Linked DNA regions of Mus musculus: all the other regions are linked to region 1. Evidence: chromatin contacts called from public HiChIP or PLAC-seq data. All regions are on one chromosome and are shown on one strand. Each heading gives the region's core, a stretch centred on a gene start, on an enhancer-like site or on the middle of the called end of the contact. The rest is flanking DNA. Distances are from core to core; before and after follow the strand shown.

Evidence for each region. HiChIP or PLAC-seq counts read pairs in DNA pulled down with a chosen protein or histone mark.
Region 2: an HNF4G HiChIP or PLAC-seq map of pancreatic cancer cells shows a contact between it and region 1. The contact joins the promoter of Chp1 here to the promoter of Ttbk2 in region 1. A contact is called at or near these places in 2 of 39 promoter capture datasets (the C10 cell line and liver), 1 of 484 Hi-C or Micro-C datasets (pre-B cells) and 1 of 115 datasets of contacts at active chromatin or transcription factors (pancreatic cancer cells).
Region 3: an HNF4G HiChIP or PLAC-seq map of pancreatic cancer cells shows a contact between it and region 1. The contact joins the promoter of Tyro3 here to the promoter of Ttbk2 in region 1. A contact is called at or near these places in 1 of 39 promoter capture datasets (liver), 1 of 115 datasets of contacts at active chromatin or transcription factors (pancreatic cancer cells) and 2 of 9 other capture datasets (liver and macrophages).

The regions. Positions count from the first base shown.
Region 1 is chr2:120,848,768-120,851,861 of GRCm38.p6, forward strand. It overlaps Ttbk2 (tau tubulin kinase 2), which reads right to left and starts at 1,651. Exons shown (of 16, transcript NM_001024856.2): 1 at 1,289-1,651. It overlaps AV039307 (expressed sequence AV039307), which reads left to right and starts at 1,889. Exons shown (of 4, transcript NR_038350.1): 1 at 1,889-1,998.
Region 2 is chr2:119,546,211-119,549,304 of GRCm38.p6, forward strand. It overlaps Chp1 (calcineurin-like EF hand protein 1), which reads left to right and starts at 1,497. Exons shown (of 7, transcript NM_019769.3): 1 at 1,497-1,707. The coding sequence starts at 1,641. It overlaps Exd1 (exonuclease 3'-5' domain containing 1), which reads right to left and starts at 1,417. Exons shown (of 13, transcript NM_172857.2): 1 at 797-1,417; 2 at 579-672.
Region 3 is chr2:119,797,845-119,800,938 of GRCm38.p6, forward strand. Tyro3 (TYRO3 protein tyrosine kinase 3) reads left to right here and starts at 1,670. Exons shown (of 19, transcript NM_019392.2): 1 at 1,670-2,039. The coding sequence starts at 1,946.

The sequences.
Region 1 (3,094 bases), core at 401-2,900:
AAACTGAAAGAGGAAAATCAGTTTCTAACACTCCATTATAAAGTTAAACTATTAGAGAAACCTTCCTTTGTAGTCATGCTTCAAACATCCTTTCTGGTGTCTATAAAAATTCATCATACAGGAAATATAAGCTTCTGCGTTAAAGAGTTCTTTCATTATGCTTTAATTTTTAATAGATCATAATCCTCATCAGGATAGATTCTCCAAGATGGCATACTGTTATATCTGTCACCATTGCAGCTTCTTTAAAATCGCAACATAAAAAGTAAAAAGTATTCAACCCACTCAATACTTTTTAAAAAATCCTCATTTTTTTTACTCCTTAAATGAATGTTATTCTAGTCCACTTTGCTGAAAGAAAACAGATACATCTTTGCAGTCTATCCTGGCAAGTCCATGTTTAATGTCACTGCAACTATTAATGGCTCAAAACCAAACACTGAAACAAAACACAGCCTGAATCCTCCTTGTATTTGAGAGTTTGAGTCCATTCACAATACACTCTCTCACACACATTCAATTCTACTAAATAACATCTTCCCATCATATACAGGTTAAAATAGAATTGTCTTCTTTAAATGTTAAAGGACAGCTTCCAAAGCTAGGGGAGAGAAGCCTATCAACTTTAATCCAAAGCAAAGTACAACTCAATGTCATTTTTACCTCTAAGGCAGCGCCACAACTGAAACAAAATGAACTTCATTTAAGGATCAGGTATCCTAGCATCCCCATGATTATTTACTTCTCTGACTCGACAGTGCGTATATGTAGGCTCTTTTGTCCCTCTTTTGGCATCCCCGCGTATCAACAGCATCATCTTTGTCAAAGCAAATCCCTCTGGTCATTACTTCAATACTACAAAGTCCCGGCCTTCCTTGTTACCACACAAATGAGATTCGGTAGTCCCGTCACTCTTCCATTACAGTGGGAAAAGCAAGATAGAATGAAACGCTCATAATTTCAAAAGACTCCTCTCTGCTCGGTCCTGGTAGCCAGAAGAGTCATGAGTACAAGTGATATATGGGTCACCCACAGAAACAGACGAAGCAGCTTCATGAACCTCCAAGTTCAGGGAAGGCACCCAAAGCCTCCGGGGAAATGGGGCAGAACCAGAAAGATCTGTGGGATGAGGATCAATTTGGGTCTGGCGTCGCCTCAGGGCGTGGGCATAAGAAACCCAGGGGTCTCGGGCAGTCTCCCCTCCACGCCTCGGTTGAGCTGAACGAGGGATGAGGCGGGCGCAGGGAAGCTTCTTGGAGACGCCCTGGGGCTCGGGGGTGTGTCCTACCTGGGCCGCGGCGGACGCAGGATCTCTGACGGAGGACGAGGGTCTAGCTCAGGGTCCGCACCGGCAGGAGTCACCGCTCAGCAGGCGGGCCCGCCACCGCCTGCCCATCCCCCGCCGCCCACTGCGGCGGGACCGGAGCGCGGCTTAGACGGCCGGCGGTCCCTTCGGATGCCGTCCGCGTCTAAAGGCGGCGGCAGCGGCTGCGGGTATTGCTGCGGATTGTCCCGGGCCGCTGCTCTCGTGCCAGCCCCTGCTCCTCCTCCTCCTCCTGCCGCCGCCGCCTCCTCGTCCCTACCGCTCCCATCGCCGCTGCGGCGACTACTGCAGCGCCCGCTGACCCGGCCCGACGTTACTCTCCCCCCCGCAAGCCGCACAGCCTAGCCCACCCGCCCTGCCAGCGCGCACCGCCCACCTCTCCGCCGCGGGTGCTGATTGGAGAGCACGTTCCCAGCCTGTGGCGTCGGTTGGCTAGTCCCATTGCCTATCAGGAAGGGGGCGGAGAATTGGGCCGAGAGTGTCTCCGCCCCCCACCGGAGAATTGCCGCTATCTTCAGGTTTGCCTGAGAGGGCGAGTTACCGGGAAAGGAGCATCACAATGACAGTGCGCGTGTGCTTGGGAATTCTGGGACTCGTAGTTCCAGCCTCCGCTGCAACGGCCGGCCTGTCCTGAGGAGAGATGTAAGGCGCAGTGCTTCTGAGAGCCGACTTCAGTAGGTGTTCTCCTAGCTCAGCGTGCTTATGGCCACAGAGTTGGGCCCTTTGGAAGAAAATTGGTAATGCTTTGTCACTGAGGCGGTCGCGTCGAGAATCGTGAGGCCGGGTCATTGCTTAAGGTCTACTCGCCTGCTCAGACCTAGAGCTGCCAGGATCTGGGAAATGGGCGCTGTCCCCTAACCTAAGCTGCTAACTAGGGCCGGGAAACCCGAAGGTATTGGGAGAAAAGAAAGGAGTTACAAAGATGTCAGCCTGGCGAGGGAGTGCCCATTCACAACCCACGAAAAAAGATTTCATTGGCTTTTTGATAAAGACAATGAACAACTTTCATGTGGACCAGTCTGGGACTCTAAGCTTGGAGTTTGCAGGAGTGGCTCAAGACACACAAAGACTAACTATGAAGGGTGGGACACCGAGGCTGTATGGGAGACGTATTTCATGTTGAATGTGCCAAGCTCTTTGGTGAAAAAAAACAAAACAAAACCTAAGAGTAAGTCCCTCTTCTTTCTTTACTATCCATTATATAGACATTAAAAATTAAGAATAAACTTTACCAAGATCACAAAACTGATGTCAAAACCAAACTGCGGACCTATTCCATATTGTATGCCCAACGTTCTTTTTTCCTTAACAATTGCAATGACTGCCACGAGTTTGCCAGGAACAGAGAGGATGCAATGGTATGAATTGTAAAGGTTCACTTTTTGTTTTTGTTTTTGTTTTTGTTTTTGTTTTTCGAGACAAGGTTTCTCTGTATATCCCTGGCTGTCCTGGAACTCACTCTGTAGACCAGGCTGGCCTCGAACTCAGAAATCTGCCTGCCTCTGCTTCCCGAGTGCTGGGATTAAAGGCGTGCGCCACCACACCCGGCTCAAAGGTTCACTTTTACTTTCAAATATTTTCTTAGGTGACAAAAGTGTTCTTACTGTTAAGGAACTACCATCCTCTTTATATTCCTTTACAAGCAGGAGACATCCTTACTGCCTGTCATGTGCAGACTCTTGGACAGAAACCAAAACAAAAGACAACTGATGGTGAGGTCATCTTGTTCTATTCAAACATGAAGGCGTTGCCAGATTGTTTTGTTTCTAT
Region 2 (3,094 bases), core at 247-2,746, 1.3 Mb before region 1:
AAGCTGGTTCTAAACCAAGGAGTGAAGGGATCAGACTCGTGAAGCTACAGGAAAACTAAGGCTTCACTTGAGAGGGTGTACACTAACATGCAGCTTTCAGCTTTTTCATCAGCACAAACAAAATACCAGAAGAATAAAATGCACCTGGCTTTGATCCCAGCTCTTGGAAGGCAGAGGCAGGTGGATCTCTGTTAACTTAAAGACCAGCCTGATGTACATACTGAGTTCCAGATCAGCCAGGGCTACACAGAGAAACCCTGTCTCGAAAAACCAAAAAGAAAAAAAATTCGGATTTTTAAACCGTAAGCCAGCAGTTGTTAGGTGAAAGCAGGAAAGATGCAAGTTGAGCCCAGCCTAGGCAATATTGGGAAATCCTGTTTAAAGATTTGCCACTCATGGGAGAATTAGGAGTTTATGCTCAGGACAGCCTGAGCCTGTAAAACCCTTTCTAGAAGTGGAGAAATGATTCTCTTTTCCAGAAAAGCCCTGACTAGTCTTGGCCAGGCTTAAAAATCCTAATTTTTAAGACAAGAAAAAATCCAAATAAATAAACCGTGCTCGGTCACAATCTTTCTCACCTTCAGGGTCCTCTGTCCCCACAGCAAAGGAGTTTGAGAAATTCCGACCTTAATTCTAGTCAAATGGTGAGTTCCTTAAACTAACGAGGGACTACTGTTAAAAAAAAAAAAAATTCTGGGAGTTATCCCGGCACAGCTTTGACGCAAAAAAGTTCTCAACGCCAGCCACTGAAGCCGCAGAGCCGACCACGCCCTCGCCCTCCGGGTGAATTACTTGCCTCTTTCCGGAGGAGCCAATCAGCGCGCAGCCTCGAGCCCATTCCCAGCGCCCCCTGCGGCCGGGGTAGAGAGAGCAGAAAAGATGCTGCCAGGAGCCATGCAAACCCCAGGCGGCTCTCAGCGCCCCCTGCGGCCGGGGGGAGGAGCGCAGGAAAGATGCAGTCTCTAGGCGTGCTGGGCCACAGTGGCTGTGGACTCCCTATTCTTAGGACCAGGGGAGTGAGAGTGAGAGGAGAGGAGAGGAGAAAGGAGGGAGAAAAAGAGATAGAGAGATACAGAGAGATGGAGAGCGAGCAAGAAAGAGTGCACTGCACTACTCTGGGGATCCACCTTAGGGTTTTGTCCCTCGTTTCGTGGGTTTGGTTTCTCTCCTGAGTCTCCGTCACCTGTAGGGTGGGACTCCTGGTACCTGAGTCCTGTGAAAAACCTGCTGGCTACCCTAGTGAGTTTGCCTCTGGTTTGTTCGAACACAGTGGCGAGACCGCACTGCCCTTTTAAGTGCAGTCCCTAGCGCCACAGCGGTATCGCCGCTTTAAGTCCGGCGGCTGCCCTGGTTCCGCGGGGCGGGGCCTGCTTCCCTTCGGACTCCCGCAGCCTCCGGGCTGATTCATTCCGGGCTCGAGAGCCAAGCTTTGACGTTAGCGCCTGCGCAGGGCGCGGCCTCGCTCCCGATTGGCTGGTGTCGGGCCGCCCTCCCCCGCGCTCCACCCCTTGTTTCTCTCCCCGGGCCGCAAGAGAAACAGTGCCCTCTCCCTTCTTGACCCCTGGCCCTTCCCTCCCTCCTTCCCTTCTGCCGCTGCTGCTTCTGGCGCTGCCGCTCCCGGAGGAGCTCCCGTCACGGTGATGGGGTCTCGGGCCTCCACGTTATTGCGGGACGAAGAGCTCGAGGAGATCAAGAAGGAGACTGGCTGTGAGTTCGGGTTGGGGGTGGGAAGGCGGCCCGGCGCCTTCGGCTGGCCTCAGTACTGACAGCGGTCGTCGCTGAGGGCTTGATCTGGGGTGCGGTGACTTTGTTGGGATGGTCCCATGCAGCCTCCGGTGCTTTGGGTAACCGAAGGCTAGAATACCTGTACGTTCATCTGTAGCTTCTTGGAGCCGGGATGTGGTTCCTCCGGTGCTGTCTTGCTCAAAAGCCCGGAATCTCGAGCACAGACACCACCACTCCACTCTTGCCCGTGAAGGTCCGCGAATTTTCTTCCTTATGGTTCCTCCTACAGAAGCATCCTGAACAGTAGATAAAGTAGAAGCAAATCCAGGAAATGTGAATGGTTCCTGGAGAAAACGTTATACATCCTAATGAGGTTTCTGAGCAAGAGCTAAAACTACTAAAATCACACACAGGGAAAAACTCAACAAAGAAGATCATAGAGAAAGGCTTGTGACCAGGAACTGAAGACCTCTAAGCAATCAAGAGTCCAAAAACCCGAGTGAGGCTTTTAAATCTGAATCGTTGGAGAAAAGCCACGGGTATAGTGGTCAAGGTTTAAAGACACAGTGAAGACATTTGTCCTATTTTTATATATATTGATATCTGCTGTGTTGCTGTACTTTATGCAATTGATATTGAAATTGGATGTACTCCAAAATCTGTGAATTTGTACCAGAAACATACATACTCTAGTTTCTTCCTTGTTAACCTGAACAAAGGAGCAACAGGGCTTTGGGAATTGAGAAGCACAGAAAACACCTCCATACCTTTGAAAGGCCCTTGGTAGTGTATGATACAATTGTATGGCTACAATGCTTTCTCAGTGATCCTTTGCGGCTCTCTTTGATTTTCGTAAGCCATGTCTTCATGGTACCTGTCTTTGATGATAATGTGAGCAAATAACCCAGTGGCAGATCGTGCCAAGGAGTACAGGGAACTACGGAATTCTCCAGGAATGAGTCCTTGGGTAAATGACAAGTTGTTCTGGCTGTCTGACAAGTTAAACTTTCTAGAGTATTCAGGTTGAAAGAGATGTGGTCTAGCCCCACCCCCTGTCAGGTTGCTTTGCTTTTAATCCCTTACTAATATGTGGCCAATTTTGAGTGAATGACAGAGAATACTTAGCTTTTTATAGAGTTTGGCCAGTCACGCTTAAGGATTCCATGAGTAAAAATGCACACAGTTGGATTTAGCAAGCTTTTACCTCTGACCCTACTTGTAAATGTAATGACTTCTCTCTGATTATGTTTAAAGCCCAGAGTCACGTCATGGGGAAGTATAGTGAGTATGGAGCAAGCTATTGTTTTGTTTTCTTTTGTTTTTTGATACAAGATCTTACCTTGTAGCCCAGACTTGCTTAGAATTCACT
Region 3 (3,094 bases), core at 420-2,919, 1.1 Mb before region 1:
GGGATTTCCCTTCAGGGAAAGCAGACATATTTTCTAGCAGGATGGTGATGTGTCTCAGGCTTAGTTAGAATGCGGAAAGCCACCTCCATGACTTGCCTAAGGAGCCAGTTTAACTGATAACAAAGTATAAACCCTTGGGCTAGAATTCCATATCAGCTCAGGAGTGAAGAACAGGAAGTAGAAGCTGTGTTTGGTCTCTAGATTGAACATCTTCCGGGAATACTCTGTGCCAGGTTAATTGAAATAAAGAGAAGGGTCCCCTTTACTGGAGACAGCGTAGAACAGTTCTGGCTTCCGTTCCAGACTGTCTGACACTCAAAATTCCAAAGCTCTGGAAAAGAGCAAGCTTGTGTGCTTTTCTTTTCTTTTTTCCCCCTTCAGGAAAGCGTCCTGGAGCCATCCTAGAGTTCCCAAGAAAATTGGCAGAGCGCTCAGCAGGAAGTCAGGCCCCTCCGATCCAACTGTTGACCAGACTTGCCAAGAGTCTTCCTATCCTGCCGCCTGGGGGCGCCCCCAGCTGGGTCTGCGGCTGCCGCCAGCACTGCTGTTATCATTAAGATAATTAATAAACAAGCACTGGTGGGCCAAGTGGAGGAAGAGGGAGGCTCCTGCTGCTCAGGAGAATCCCTGGAAAGATCCAGTGAGTATGGGACGTCTCACTGGCTAGTTCTTTCTCCCCATCCAGGACCCCTGGAAAGCGCCTGTTGTGGGTTGTCCTCCAGGGGCCAAGAAGAGGTGAGGACAAGAGGAGGACTTGGCAGGTGCGATTTGGAACCAGCTCTGCATCTTCCTGACAGGATGTCTGTGGGCAGGCCACCTCCAGTGATTACTGGTTGTGGAGCAGGCAATTATTCATTCTTTTAACAAGGATCTGCCTATTTATTTATGGAGTGCCTACTGTGCGCAAGGTGGTCTACTAATAATAGCAGATGTTTCACTAGCTAGTATGAAGACAATGCCAATGTTCACACTATGTCCCAGAAGTGGAGGGGTGGAAAGAGGAAGCAAGAAAGAAGAATGATACCCTCGAAAATCACGGTGATTTTGCTTTGGCCTTCGTAGGCTAGCAGTGGGGATGGACACCTAAGAATTACGAAACAGATCTTGGAAAACTCTAGATGGACGACAAACTGGAAAACACTCTGGGAAGATGGGCTGGGGAGAATGGTCTTTCGATAGGAGAATACTTGGCGATTAAAGGTAGGCTACAAAGATCGAAAAAGAAAAAAAAAACTGGGTGAAAAGCTCAAGCAAAGAGGTACAGGGATGCTAGTAGTTTCTCGGGGAGCTGTTCCAGCCGTCTTGGGGACACCTGAGGGTTGCTGTGTCTAGTAGGTGCTTTGTGTTCTGAGAGGGCTGTGTCGGAGTCTGAGGTCAGGATTTAGAACAGTGTTGGGGTGTGGCAGGAGCTTCCAAGAGGGGTTCTGAGGAGAGGATGGGGTGCCCCGCTGGAGACTGGAAAGTATTTGGGGAAGGAGGGGCGTGGCCGGGTGCCTGTCCAGGGAGCGAGGCAGGTCCTCCGCAGCGGCAGCGGAGTGGCCAGGGCGCGGGTCCCGCTGCGCCTTCTGGAGGTGGGCGGGAGGTCGGGCGGTAAGGGCTGAGGTTAGCGCTCGGCTCTCGCCACCGGGGCTGCGCGGGGGAGGGGGAGGGCGGCACGAGCTCCGCGGAGGGCGGGCGGGCGGGCCGGGAGGAGGCGGCGGCTCGCAGAAGAACATGAATCAGCGGCGGCGGCGGCGGCGGCTGTGGAAGGAGCGCGGTGGCCCAGCCGCAGCCCCGGGGACTCCTCGCTGCTGACGGCGGTGGCCGCGGCTCTAGGCGGCCGCGGGTCCGGGACGCCCGGGCCGAGCGCCGCCCCCCGCCCCTCCCGCGGGCCTCCCGCCCCTCCTCCGCCACCCTCCTCTCTGCGCTCGCGGGCCGGGCCCGGCATGGTGCGGCGTCGCCGCCGATGGCGCTGAGGCGGAGCATGGGGTGGCCGGGGCTCCGGCCGCTGCTGCTGGCGGGACTGGCTTCTCTGCTGCTCCCCGGGTCTGCGGCCGCAGGTAGGGGTGGCCCGGGAGGCGGCGGGAAGCGGGGGGCTGCTGAGCCGCACGACTGAGGGGCGCAGCCCGGGGACGGCAGCGGGCGAGACCCGGGCCTGGGCCGGCCAGAGGTTGGGGTCGGTGGCCGGGGCTGGAAGGCCGAGACTAGGACGCAGCGGGTGTTGGCTGCCAGACCTCCGGCCGCGGCCCCCGCCCCCAACTTTCTCGCGCCCGGGGCTGGCTGGGTGCAAAGGAAGGGAGTGGGGGGTGTGGGCAGTCGGGGGTGCTTAGGACTGTATTTTCCCGCCTCTATGTTCCTAGTAGTCTGCTCCCTTTTCCCCAGTCCTAAGGACCCATTCTGCCTTCCGCACACCCCCGAGGTCCCACTTTGAAACTACAGGATCTGGGTTTGAGCACCCAGGGTTGTGAAGGTGCTGGATTCTAAAATACCTCTGCCCGTACTCTAGTTCCTGTGGCCCTTGGCGCTCCCGGAAACCCGAATGTTGAGTAGCTTGGGTTGGGTGAAGGTTACTGCTTCTTGTGAAGATTAGCTTTACGTTGCCACACAGCCACAGAGGCATTTCCCCGAGGCAGGAGGGCAGCACCTTTGCCTTCAAGTTCACACGCACACATCAGGGTGCAGAGGGGTGTGAAGCTATGTCTCCTTGTCCTGTGAGGGTGAGTGGGAAGGGTAGAGAGACAGGCGCCCCCCCCCTCCCCCGGCAGCAGCCATCCAACAAGCATTTCTTAAAAACTGAGTTCTTTGCCACATTAGCCTTGAAAGGAAAGGAAGCTAAAGAGTGGAAAGTATATGCAGGCTCCGAGGTGCGTATCAGATGCTCAGAGAGCCCAGGAATTTACCTAGGGTTACACAGTAAGGAGCAGAAAGAACAGGTCTGGATTTCCTTTATGCAGATTCTTCACCTGCCCATCTGTTTAATACATGCCAGGAGGGTGTGTGTGTGTGGGCGTGTGTTTGTGTGTGTCTACCCTTGCCTGAAGAGGGTAAGATTTTAATAAGTGGGCCCTGTTGATGCCACAGTAGCTCCGGGGTCTTGGGGCTTCTGCTTAGGGCC